Regions from separate parts of the Zea mays genome. Here region 2 is linked to region 1. The links are chromatin contacts, called in public Hi-C maps. All regions are on one chromosome and are shown on one strand. Each heading gives the region's core, a stretch centred on a gene start, on an enhancer-like site or on the middle of the called end of the contact. The rest is flanking DNA. Distances are from core to core; before and after follow the strand shown.

Region 1 (5,176 bases), core at 1,835-4,334:
AGGAGGCATGCACAGCAGGCGGTGCTGCCAGTGCGTAGAGGTAGCTTGGGCACGGAGAGCCTCGCGGCTACCTCGGGAGCGAATAGCAACACGTCCCGATGCCGGCCACCGGGAATACGGATGGCAATTTTACCCGCGGGTTCGGATATTCGCCGAATATCCGACCTGTCGAGATCGAGTATGAATTTGTACCCGCGGCCGCGGGTCTTGCCCGTGCCCGACCCGTGATGAAATCGGGTCGGATACGGATTACCCGTGGATATCCGTAAAAACTAAAAAACTAGTGAGCATGTATCATAAAGATTTGAAGTGTTCCCATATTATGTTCTGTATGCCTGTGTTGACGAATAATTCATGAATACTTGTTTGAAGTGTTCCCTATATGCATAAATTTTCTAGATTTTTTGCTAGTTATGATTATATTTTCTGGAATTTTTCGCGGGTATTTATTATAGCCGGCCCGTTGCCATCCCTAACCGGGAACGCCTTCTGAAGGCACGGACGGCGGTGGGGTAGAGATGAGGTCAGATAGAGATAGAGGAAGACGACAACTGGTTCCTGTCGGAGTTAGAGGAGGCGCAGTATGGCTGAATGCACTATCGCTGAAGAAGCAATAGGGATGAAAACGGACGGAAAACTCTTCTCCCGTTTCCGCTCCCGCAATTCATCATCGGAAACGGGTTCGGGAGCGGAACAACCATGGACGAAAGTCGGTCGGGTTTATACGGGTTCACGGAAACGAACCAAAACGGCGGAAAATTAACCGAAAACGGACGGAATTTACCTCAACGGAAAAAATTAACCGGAAACAAGCACTCACAAGGTGTTGTAGCCATAGTCCAAATTCAATAGTCCACTAAACAACGAGAAAATAAGTCCACATTACCACATGATTATATGACCACATAGCCACTGAACAACAGAAAAAATAAGATTTCTTCACAGCCCGCCATCTTCATTCATGAATTGGGAATCACTATCCTGACCTTGATCCTATATTTTAGAATATACGTGTATAAGTATTTGCAAATGATAGGTAGCAGCAAGTAATCCTTGTTATTGCACTTGTGCCTTGAACGTAGTAAATATGGTAGTATGTAGCATAGCTATTAAATGCATAAAAGCTTCAAACAAACCGTAGGCACACGTCATAAGGCACCAACGTCAATCAGCAGCAGCTCGGCTGCCCCAACCACCCGGTGTCGCTGTGTCCGTGCCGTGCGGCGTCCGACTGCCGAGTCAATTCAGTGGAGCCGTGGTCTGTGGAGGCCTATTGGGCTTGACCGCTTTGGGCCTAGTGGGAGAGATGGCTGACAGATGACCACTTCGGGTTGTATCCGGGTTAAATCCGGAAATATCCCGACCGAATACGGGATCCTGACAATCCAATCGGAAAATAGTACTTCCCGTTTCCGTCCCGACCCCGCAGACCTTCCAACCCGTAACCCGTCCCGAACCCGTTTTTTTCAAAAATATGAAAACAGGCGGGTTAAATGTAGAAAATGGGTCGGGTCGGAACAGGATGCGACGGCCCGAGGGGGAGGTGGAGCTGGGATGTGGTGGTCGAACGCGGATTCGAACGGGAAGTGGAGGGGGATGAAAATGCAAGGCGTGGATGAAAAAGCAACTGCATCGCCTTCTTCGCCTCGGCTCCTTAGCGCGGGTGCGCCTCTGCTCTTTCGCCCATGTCAGCGTCCAACTCCCGGTCCAGCTCACACTCGACAGCTTCGGCCGTTCATGTGTTCGTGGGCTAGCCCAGCCAAGAGAGCACACCACTCACATCCCAAAAGTCAGGCCGATGAGAGGAGGGGACTCTCCCTTTTAAGCTGCCCACGGCCACCTTGGCTAGCTGATGTGGGACTAAAGCCGAGGCACTGACTACCGACCCCTGACATCCCACCCCTTGGGAAGCCCCCGGCCCAGCTCACACTCGACAGCTTCGGACGTTCATGCGCTCGTGGGCTGGCCCAGCCAAGAGAGCCAAAAGCCAGACTGATGAGAGAAGGAGGACTCTCTCTTTTAAGCTGCCCACAGCCACTTGGCTAGCTGATGTATGACTAAAGCCGAGGCACTGACTACCGACCCATAACAGGCTAGAAGGTGATGTTTTCTGCTTTTGTTTTTTTATCAACCCTTTGTTTTGTTTTTTTAATCTTGTTCTGGATGTTTCCAGCATGGACCCGAAAGCGGGCGCAACCAAATCGCATTTTGTTCTTTATCAATGAAAGCTGACTTCATCAGGTTCTTTTTCTTTACTGTCAGTTTACTTCGCCAGGTTTTTTTAACAACATTCCTAAGCGTCTGTTGGAGGTGTGTTCGGTTTTATCTATGTTCGTAAACTTCTGATGGTCAATGAGCCCATCCTTTTGTTAACAAAATTACCTTCAAACGGGCCTTGTTACGCTACGCAGATCACTTGCAAAGCAAAGTGCCAACGCCCTCGTTCTTTTTAAATCTTTGCTACAAATTTTACTGTGAACCGTTGTTTCAGCACTGCTCGAGACAACGCCCACGAAATCGCATTGCATTCCAGATCTAGGCAAATACAGATCTTCCAACACGAGCAGATCCTGCGAACTAAAGAGTAAAGACCCCGGCTACTTCTTGCCGGTGTTCTTGCCGCCCTTGGCGCAGGCGCCTCCCGCGGCCTGCGCCGCCTTCCTGGCAGCCTTCTCCTGCAGCGCCTTGGCGTCCCGCTCCCGCCGCTGCTCCGGGGTGAGCCCGTCGTCGCGCCCCTTGGCCGCGGGCCGCCGCGCCTGCGCCCTCTGCCGGTCGCGTTCCCTCTGGTCGCCGCGTGCAGCCCAGCCCAGGTCAAGGACGAAACGGAACCATCATCCGAAACACGCCGTTCCAACAGAAAACATAAAAAACAACGAGTCCACCATGACATAAAAGAGCAACGAACTGCAAAACCCGCCCTTACAAGAATCGATAGAACAACAGGAACAGAAAAAAAAACAATGTGTGGCCAAGGATATGAGTCATTGTGACAACTTCTGAACTTCGTAGGGAAGAGAGACTGCGGACTCGAGAGGAAGCCTCTGGAAGCAGTGGAAAACGTGAGGCCGACAGCCCAAGAATAGACGGTGCGGGAGATGACACGGTGGGGCAGAATTTATACGCAGCTGGAGAGAACGGAACGCCCTGTATCCAGAAACGTCCCTTGCTTCCGGAACCTTCTGCGCGGGGAAAAACAATATTGCAATAATTTGTACTCCGAAGAGCCGTAGTAGACTGATGCGATAAACCGATGGCCAGCCGTTCTGGGGCTTCTCGCTTTCCTCCCGCGTGTGCTCTACGCGACATAAGTTCTAAATATTCAAGTAGAAAGGTTTTAAGATGCTTGTATAAAGTTTCTGAATTCAAAATATAAGGTTTCAAACAATAAAGTTTTAAAATATATCTACTAGCCTGTAGGAAAAAAATATAGATATGCAAACGGCAAAACTATTCCTATAACCCACCTAATTTAGATCCTATTTAAAACTGCTCTAACTCTAAAAACAATTTATGGTGAAGGATAATTAGATGCTTCAGAAAATTTTAGAACTAAAATTGTAAAAATTAGTGAAGAAATTATTTTGTCTATGGTTTAGATTAAAAATATTTTTAAAAACTATTTAAATTTATATTGTAAATTGTAGCGTCAAATTAGAGTTCTAATATGGAGCAATCTTAAACACCCACTTATGTCAGACATGCATCATGCACTGCTCCTATGTGTTGCAAGCAAGGTTTACAAAACCAGTCGGTTTTGGCGATAAATCGTTCGGTTTACCGAAACCACCGAGACGTGGTTTTGGTTAACCACCGGTTTTTTCAAAGTTCATCTACTTTGATATTATACTTCAGTTTATCTATTATGGTAGATGTGTGTTGTATTTATATAATTATGCCGTTATGTAACATGTTAGTTCCTTGTTGTGGAATAGACACCTAGACTATTTATTGTTGGTCATAATTTATATTCGGAATTTAATATAAAAATGTCTAATTACTCAACAGTATGTAGGTGACAGCATAAACGAGGAAAAAAATTATTTGCATCCCGAATGCAAAACACACTCATTTTCAGTCTCTCACACCCACTACCTGCAGGCTCATATAAATAAAAGAAAAACAAATTAATAATGAGTTAAGTTGTAAATTTTAATCTGTTTTGTGGATTTTCAGGCGGTGGATGTGAGAGACTACAAAAGAATGTGTTTGCACGAGGACGTAGAGAATTTTTTTTCCCGACGGAAGAATCGTGCTTCCATTGACATACAAGATGTAGGGTCACAATGAAAACATCAGCCAGGAGCAAGAGATTATTGAAGGCAAACTTCAGGACGGACAACGAAACTGAAGGCCTGAAGGCGAGACCAGTGCACCATCAACATCATCGAAAGAACTCTCTGGCATGCCAGCATCAGGTCAACGCTGCTAGTCTACATACATTGTTGGTCCTACACATTTGTTTCTTGTCTTGTGCTACACTGTATGAAATGTTAGATTTTGCTCAAGCTTTATGCGCACAGACATCTAGCTATGATAACGAGATGCACAGTCACCGACTAGGCTGCTAGCTAACGGGAACAACGTGCATATACGAGATGACTGAAGAACAAAAGTTAAGGAAGCACAGTTTTAAGGCCTAAGCAACTAATTATTAAACATCTCATATATTCCCCAGGAATTAACACGCAAGAAGACCTACTACATTAACTTCAGCCGAGATAGACAACCGTACTAGATAGGAACGAGACGTGACGTGATCTTGAGCGGACTATCACCTACATAGCACAGGGCACAGGCACAGTTCAGAGCATCGATGCCTCTCTGCTTTCACCTATTTTGTGTGCCTCTCTGCCTTCTCCTGTTTCTTGGCCTTGGCAACCTTGCAGAGGCAGAAAATTGTGAGAAACAACAGTCTCCTCAACAACCTCGGGCGGTGCAAAGTCGAAATCCGAAGCAGATATGCGGCTTTTGTACGCTGGATTTGCCTCCAGAAACTTGTCCACGTCACCAGCACACCTCGCACGCTTCCCATTGGGCATGACGTAATACGTGTCCATTCTGGTGTAGTCACCGCCCATAATCACTAGCCTCTCCGTCTCTGGTGGAGGCTTTGGTATGTTGGGCGTGTCCAGAACCCAGATACGGCTGCTGTCGTACTCGATGTCAGCATCGTCTT
Region 2 (5,591 bases), core at 1,450-3,949, 350 kb before region 1:
AGTCCTAGAGGATCAAACCACTATGACATGACTTAACTACAATGTCCTCTACATAGACCTCAATAATTTTGCCTATGTAACCACCTAAAGTAATGTGTGTTGCACACACAATGGTGGATAAGGCGATTTTAGTCCATAAGACGTATTCACATAACAATATGGCCCCCAAAGAGTTACAAATGAGAGTTAGAGATAATTTTCTAAGTCCTAAACTTTTCTAGGTACTAAACGAAGTCATAACCATTTGAATGGTCTAAGGTCATATACCTTTTAGACCCTTGGGCTTGTAGAGGATCCTGTGTGACCAAGAGAACTATGTGCAGAAGTGTCCTTTTGTCAAGAGCACCATGAGGCCACTAGGCCCTAGGTTTTAGGTCATTCATACGGATGGAGGTGACAAAAATAACTCTTGCTTCGCCCCTTCCCCTGAGATCAAGCCTCCCAGCAAGGTAGGTCCTTGGGGCATGGGGCTTTAGGAGCATAGGTCTGATAGTAGCCAAGACTCCTGATAACTTTTTCATGGGGTCCTTGAAGATGTCTTGCCAACATCTAGAAATATAGCTTTCCCCAAATGATGGCAATATTATTATTTTGAATTATCTAAATGGCTCAAGAAATTGAGATCAAATTTTTGTAAATAAAGAGACTACTAACTTATTTTTGAAACTCATCAAAACAACAAATGATTTTCAATGGTCACATGAAGCAAATTCTAACATTGAATCACCAAAGGACATGATAGAGAAAGGTGAAACTAACTCTCTTCAACCTAAGTTGTCACAAAACATTTCCTTACATTCTTCTAATTTTTATTTGGGATTCTTGGTACCAGCCCATGCTACATTACCCCCACCTCAACTCTATCTACCCATAGAGCCATAGAAGAATAGACTCATAGAGCAAAAAAACCTTGATCGGTGGGGGTAAGACAATCCTTGGGTATAGGATTAAGAAGAAGATCTTCCCACACAAGTCGAGAAAATCCCAAACCCCTGTCATACCCATACACAGTGGCACTGTAGCCCATGTGAGAACGACACCAACATGGAATTCTCTCCCGTAGGGAGTCAAACTTATGACCTGACGAGTGCTACTCAGACCACCTAACTAGTTGCTAGAGGCCCTTTCACAGAACCATGGAGCAAGATATGCACCCTGTTGAAAAGATGGAGGTATGGACACTTGGCATCATCATTTGTAGGTGCCCGAGTTCTAGAAGAACATGATGTTGCAGTAGGAGTTAACTTAATAATGAAATTTAAAATTAAATGCACCTTCATGTCTTTAAATCAAACATAAAAGAGAGAAGAGGGTAAAAAAGTGTAACATCTTTATCTAAAAAATAACTTGTAACAGAAGTGGCTTGCATATTGACGGAACTAAAGGTGGATGTCAGCGGTGGCAAAGTGAAGATTATCAAGAAAAAAGGAGATTAGCATCAAGAATGTAGTAAATACAAAGATGATATATATAGTTGCATGACATTTCACTTGTCCTTACCATAAATAGTGCTTGAGTTGTGATAGTGTGTGATGTTGCATAAGGAAATTGGGTCTTTTTGTTGTATTTGGGTCGAGTGAAGGGGGATCAAACATGTATGGGAGCAAAAATTGAAATAAGCTTAAACAAGATTACTTATAAACTAGAGTGTTTGTTGATCATTTTAATAAATTATATTATAGAAGTTGAATCAGACATGTCAAGCGGCATCAGAGGCAGCAAGCTCCTATGTTTGCTTGACCAGCATGTAGCAATCCAAGCTACTAATTTTAAGTGTTTTGTGGTTAGAACTTGTTGCCTAGCAGCTATTTTCCTTCTAGGGCAGCAACCAAACATGTCCTAAGTGCATGTGGAGTTGTTATTACAAATTACTCAATGTGGCGATGTGCAAATTTACAAAGGTATTCTTTTGGGCAATCAGGCTTGGGTAAATCCTCAGGGCTTGTTCGATTAGTGATAGATTAAAAGAGATTAGAGATGATTAAATCTCTTGCTAGTCAAAAATTGAATAGAGAGAGATTTACTTCTATCCACCAGCAACCGAACATGGTCTAAAAGGGTATATAATTATGGGAGCCGTAGATGTAGGTACGGGGACAAAAGTCCTTTCTCTATGCACTTTTGTGCAGCTCCTACCTCACTTCTCCACAATTGATATTTGTTTGATTTGTATCTTATCCCATATTATCCTCTCGGGATACTTGGTCGAGCTGGCCCAATGGGGTGCGACATTGGTAGGACACCCATTGCTCTCACTCGCTCCCGCCGGTTGCTCGACCCGGGAGGACGAGGGGGGGGGGGGGGGGGGGGGGGGGGGGGGGGGGGGGCAGGGCAGGGGCACCTTGGTCCTTGGGCACAGGCGAATGAATTCCAGCCACACGCGCGGCCATGGCCTTCCCCACCTACGTGGTCATCCACACTCCCCTCGGCATCCCGCATCCCCTCGTCCCCGGACCCGCCGCACTACTGCTATAGGCGCATCCCCGGCGCCTTCGCACACTCTCTCCCCGGCCACTTCCCAAATCCGCCCGCCATTCATGCACCCTTCTGTGCACTGTCAGCGCCACCATTAGCTCGCAGCTCAAGCTCGCCACTACCATTTTGGTCGGTTCTTGAGGAAATCGATCGAACCGTTGGAGTGCCACCACTGGCAGAGGCTGTTGCATTCTTGAGTTGAGCAGGAAGAGGAGAGGAAGCAATGGCTCTGTCGACGTTCTCTGTCCCAAGGGGATTCCTCGGTGTGCCGGCTCAGGACTCCCATTTCGCTTCGGCGGTCGAGCTCCATGTCAACAAGCTGCTCCAGGCCAGGCCTATCAATCTCAAGGTAAGCTTCCTCTGCCAGTTGTACGCAAGCTAAATTTTCTCAGTTCCGTTCCGGTTAGTTTGATGGCCAATGCTGCGTGCAGCCTCGGCGGAGGCCGGCATGCGTGTCGGCGTCGCTGTCGTCGGAGCGCGAGGCGGAGTACTACTCGCAGAGGCCGCCCACGCCGCTGCTGGACACCATCAACTACCCCGTCCACATGAAGAACCTGTCTGTGAAGGAGCTGCGGCAGCTGGCCGACGAGCTCCGGTCCGACGTCATCTTCCACGTCTCCAAGACCGGCGGCCACCTCGGGTCCAGCCTCGGCGTGGTGGAGCTCACCGTCGCGCTGCACTACGTCTTCAACGCGCCGCAGGACCGCATCCTCTGGGACGTCGGCCACCAGGTACGCTGATGCGGCATGGGCCGCGCGCGCGGCATGGCTCTGGGTAACGTGCGCTCCATGTGAGCGTGCCGGGCAGGTCGCGGACAGGCTAGCTAATTAACCACCCCGGACCCGGGTTTTGTTTGTCTGATTCGCGCGCATGCAGTCGTACCCGCACAAGATCCTGACGGGGCGGCGCGACAAGATGCCGACGATGCGGCAGACCAACGGCCTGGCGGGCTTCACCAAGCGCGCCGAGAGCGAGTACGACAGCTTCGGCACGGGCCACAGCTCCACCACCATCTCCGCGGCGCTCGGGATGGCGGTGGGCCGGGACCTCAAGGGCGGCAAGAACAACGTGGTCGCGGTGATCGGCGACGGCGCCATGACGGCCGGGCAGGCGTACGAGGCCATGAACAACGCCGGGTACCTGGACTCCGACATGATCGTCATCCTCAACGACAACAAGCAGGTGTCCTTGCCCACGGCGACGCTCGACGGGCCGGTGCCGCCCGTGGGCGCGCTCAGCAGCGCCCTCAGCAAGCTGCAGTCAAGCAGGCCGCTCAGGGAGCTCAGGGAGGTGGCCAAGGTACGTCCGCACAAACCTTGGATGGGACGCTACATCACCCTCTTGACAGCCCGGCCGGTTAGGCAAGCGCCACGTAAGGGCTTGTTCGGTTATTCCCAATACACATGGATTGGATGAGATTGGAAAAAATTATGAAGAAGTTTGAGCTGTTTGGGATTCAAACCCATCCAATCCCGCTCAATCCACATGGATTGAGAGCTAACCGAACAAGCCCTAACACGTCAAATTTCCAGACTGTCCTCGTTCTCACGGAAGCGCGTAGATTTTCTGGAATCTTGATTAGTAGTAATTCCTATAGTTGCACATATTTTTTTATCAAATCATTAAGATAAATAAATAACCTTGCCTTTGGAATTAAATGGAAAACTGTCAACAGTCATCGGGCAGCAGCAGACGTACATGACGCGAGCTATGGAGCTTCTTGAATCTACTGCACGAAAGCGTCTGAATGAAACTTGTTTAGTCTTAGCGAACATGCCAAAATAGGCTGCGTCAGATGCAGAGTGACGTGCACTAATCTGCTTCTAGGGGGCATGCATGGACACATGTTCACCAGAAAGGCCGATGACGAAGCGTATACGAGCTAGCATTCTAGCAACAGTCCGTAGATTCGAGTAATGCCCACTACTAGGCAAACTTTGTATAAACAAAGCTACTCAAAGCATGGATGATGGATCTCAGGTCGCAGCAAGTTGACTCTAGAAATAGTTTATCATGCTACTCGAGCTGTATCCAAGTTTGACTGACATTGGTTCATCTTCTACTGGACTGGTCATAATATTACCTGGGCTAGGTTTTGACCGGCCCATTCTTGTTGGGCCGACAAGGATTGTGGAAGGAATGGGCGGCCCAGGTTTGCAGCTCTGAGTCTCTGACCGATCGCTGGCGTGCGTGCTTGTGCTTGTGCAGGGAGTGACGAAGCAGATCGGTGGCTCAGTGCACGAGCTGGCGGCGAAGGTGGACGAGTACGCCCGCGGCATGATCAGCGGGCCCGGCTCCTCGCTCTTCGAGGAGCTCGGTCTCTACTACATCGGCCCCGTCGACGGCCACAACATCGACGACCTCATCACCATCCTCAACGACGTCAAGAGCACCAAGACCACCGGCCCCGTCCTCATCCACGTCGTCACCGAGAAGGGCCGCGGCTACCCCTACGCCGAGCGAGCCGCCGACAAGTACCACGGTACAACGCACCACATGAGCTAGCATATGTGCCACTGTTTGCCTGTTGCACAGCACAGATCGTACCCCGACCGGAATCTGTGCGTCATCTTGGCTCTGTTGTTTGATGCGTGCGTGCGTGCAGGTGTCGCCAAGTTTGATCCGGCGACCGGGAAGCAGTTCAAGTCCCCCGCCAAGACGCTGTCCTACACCAACTACTTCGCCGAGGCGCTCATCGCCGAGGCGGAGCAGGACAGCAAGATCGTGGCCATCCACGCGGCCATGGGCGGCGGCACGGGGCTCAACTACTTCCTCCGCCGCTTCCCGAGCCGGTGCTTCGACGTCGGGATCGCGGAGCAGCACGCCGTCACGTTCGCGGCCGGCCTGGCCTGCGAGGGCCTCAAGCCCTTCTGCGCCATCTACTCGTCTTTCCTGCAGCGCGGCTACGACCAGGTGCGCACGCTGCCGTGTGCCCGCCGGCCGGGCCGTTCTTCGCATTTGCTTGCTGCTACTCGATCGTTTTCTTCTTTTGTGCGGGCGCGGTCCTCGACTGACGCCGTACGCACGTCGCCGATGGGCCGGTGTGGCCGTGTGGGTGGTGGCGCAGGTCGTGCACGACGTCGATCTGCAGAAGCTACCGGTGCGGTTCGCCATGG

The links. A called contact is a pair of places that touch in the nucleus more often than the background predicts.
Region 2: a contact with region 1 is called in a Hi-C map of ear, with 3 times the contacts expected there. The contact joins the promoter of LOC606484 here to the promoter of LOC100275405 in region 1. A contact is called at or near these places in 3 of 25 Hi-C or Micro-C datasets (ear and leaf).

The regions. Positions count from the first base shown.
Region 1 is chr6:157,125,254-157,130,429 of Zm-B73-REFERENCE-NAM-5.0, reverse strand. It overlaps LOC100275405, which reads right to left and starts at 3,084. Exons shown (of 2, transcript NM_001328158.1): 1 at 2,979-3,084; 2 at 2,468-2,794. The coding sequence starts at 2,985. The coding sequence ends at 2,598. It overlaps mbd120 (methyl binding domain protein 120), which reads right to left. Exons shown (of 2, transcript NM_001362800.1): 2 at 4,645-5,176. The coding sequence ends at 4,803.
Region 2 is chr6:157,471,064-157,476,654 of Zm-B73-REFERENCE-NAM-5.0, reverse strand. It overlaps LOC606484 (deoxy xylulose synthase 1), which reads left to right and starts at 2,699. Exons shown (of 8, transcript NM_001164333.1): 1 at 2,699-2,824; 2 at 2,907-3,206; 3 at 3,352-3,774; 4 at 4,684-4,957; 5 at 5,081-5,388; 6 at 5,543-5,591. The coding sequence starts at 2,699.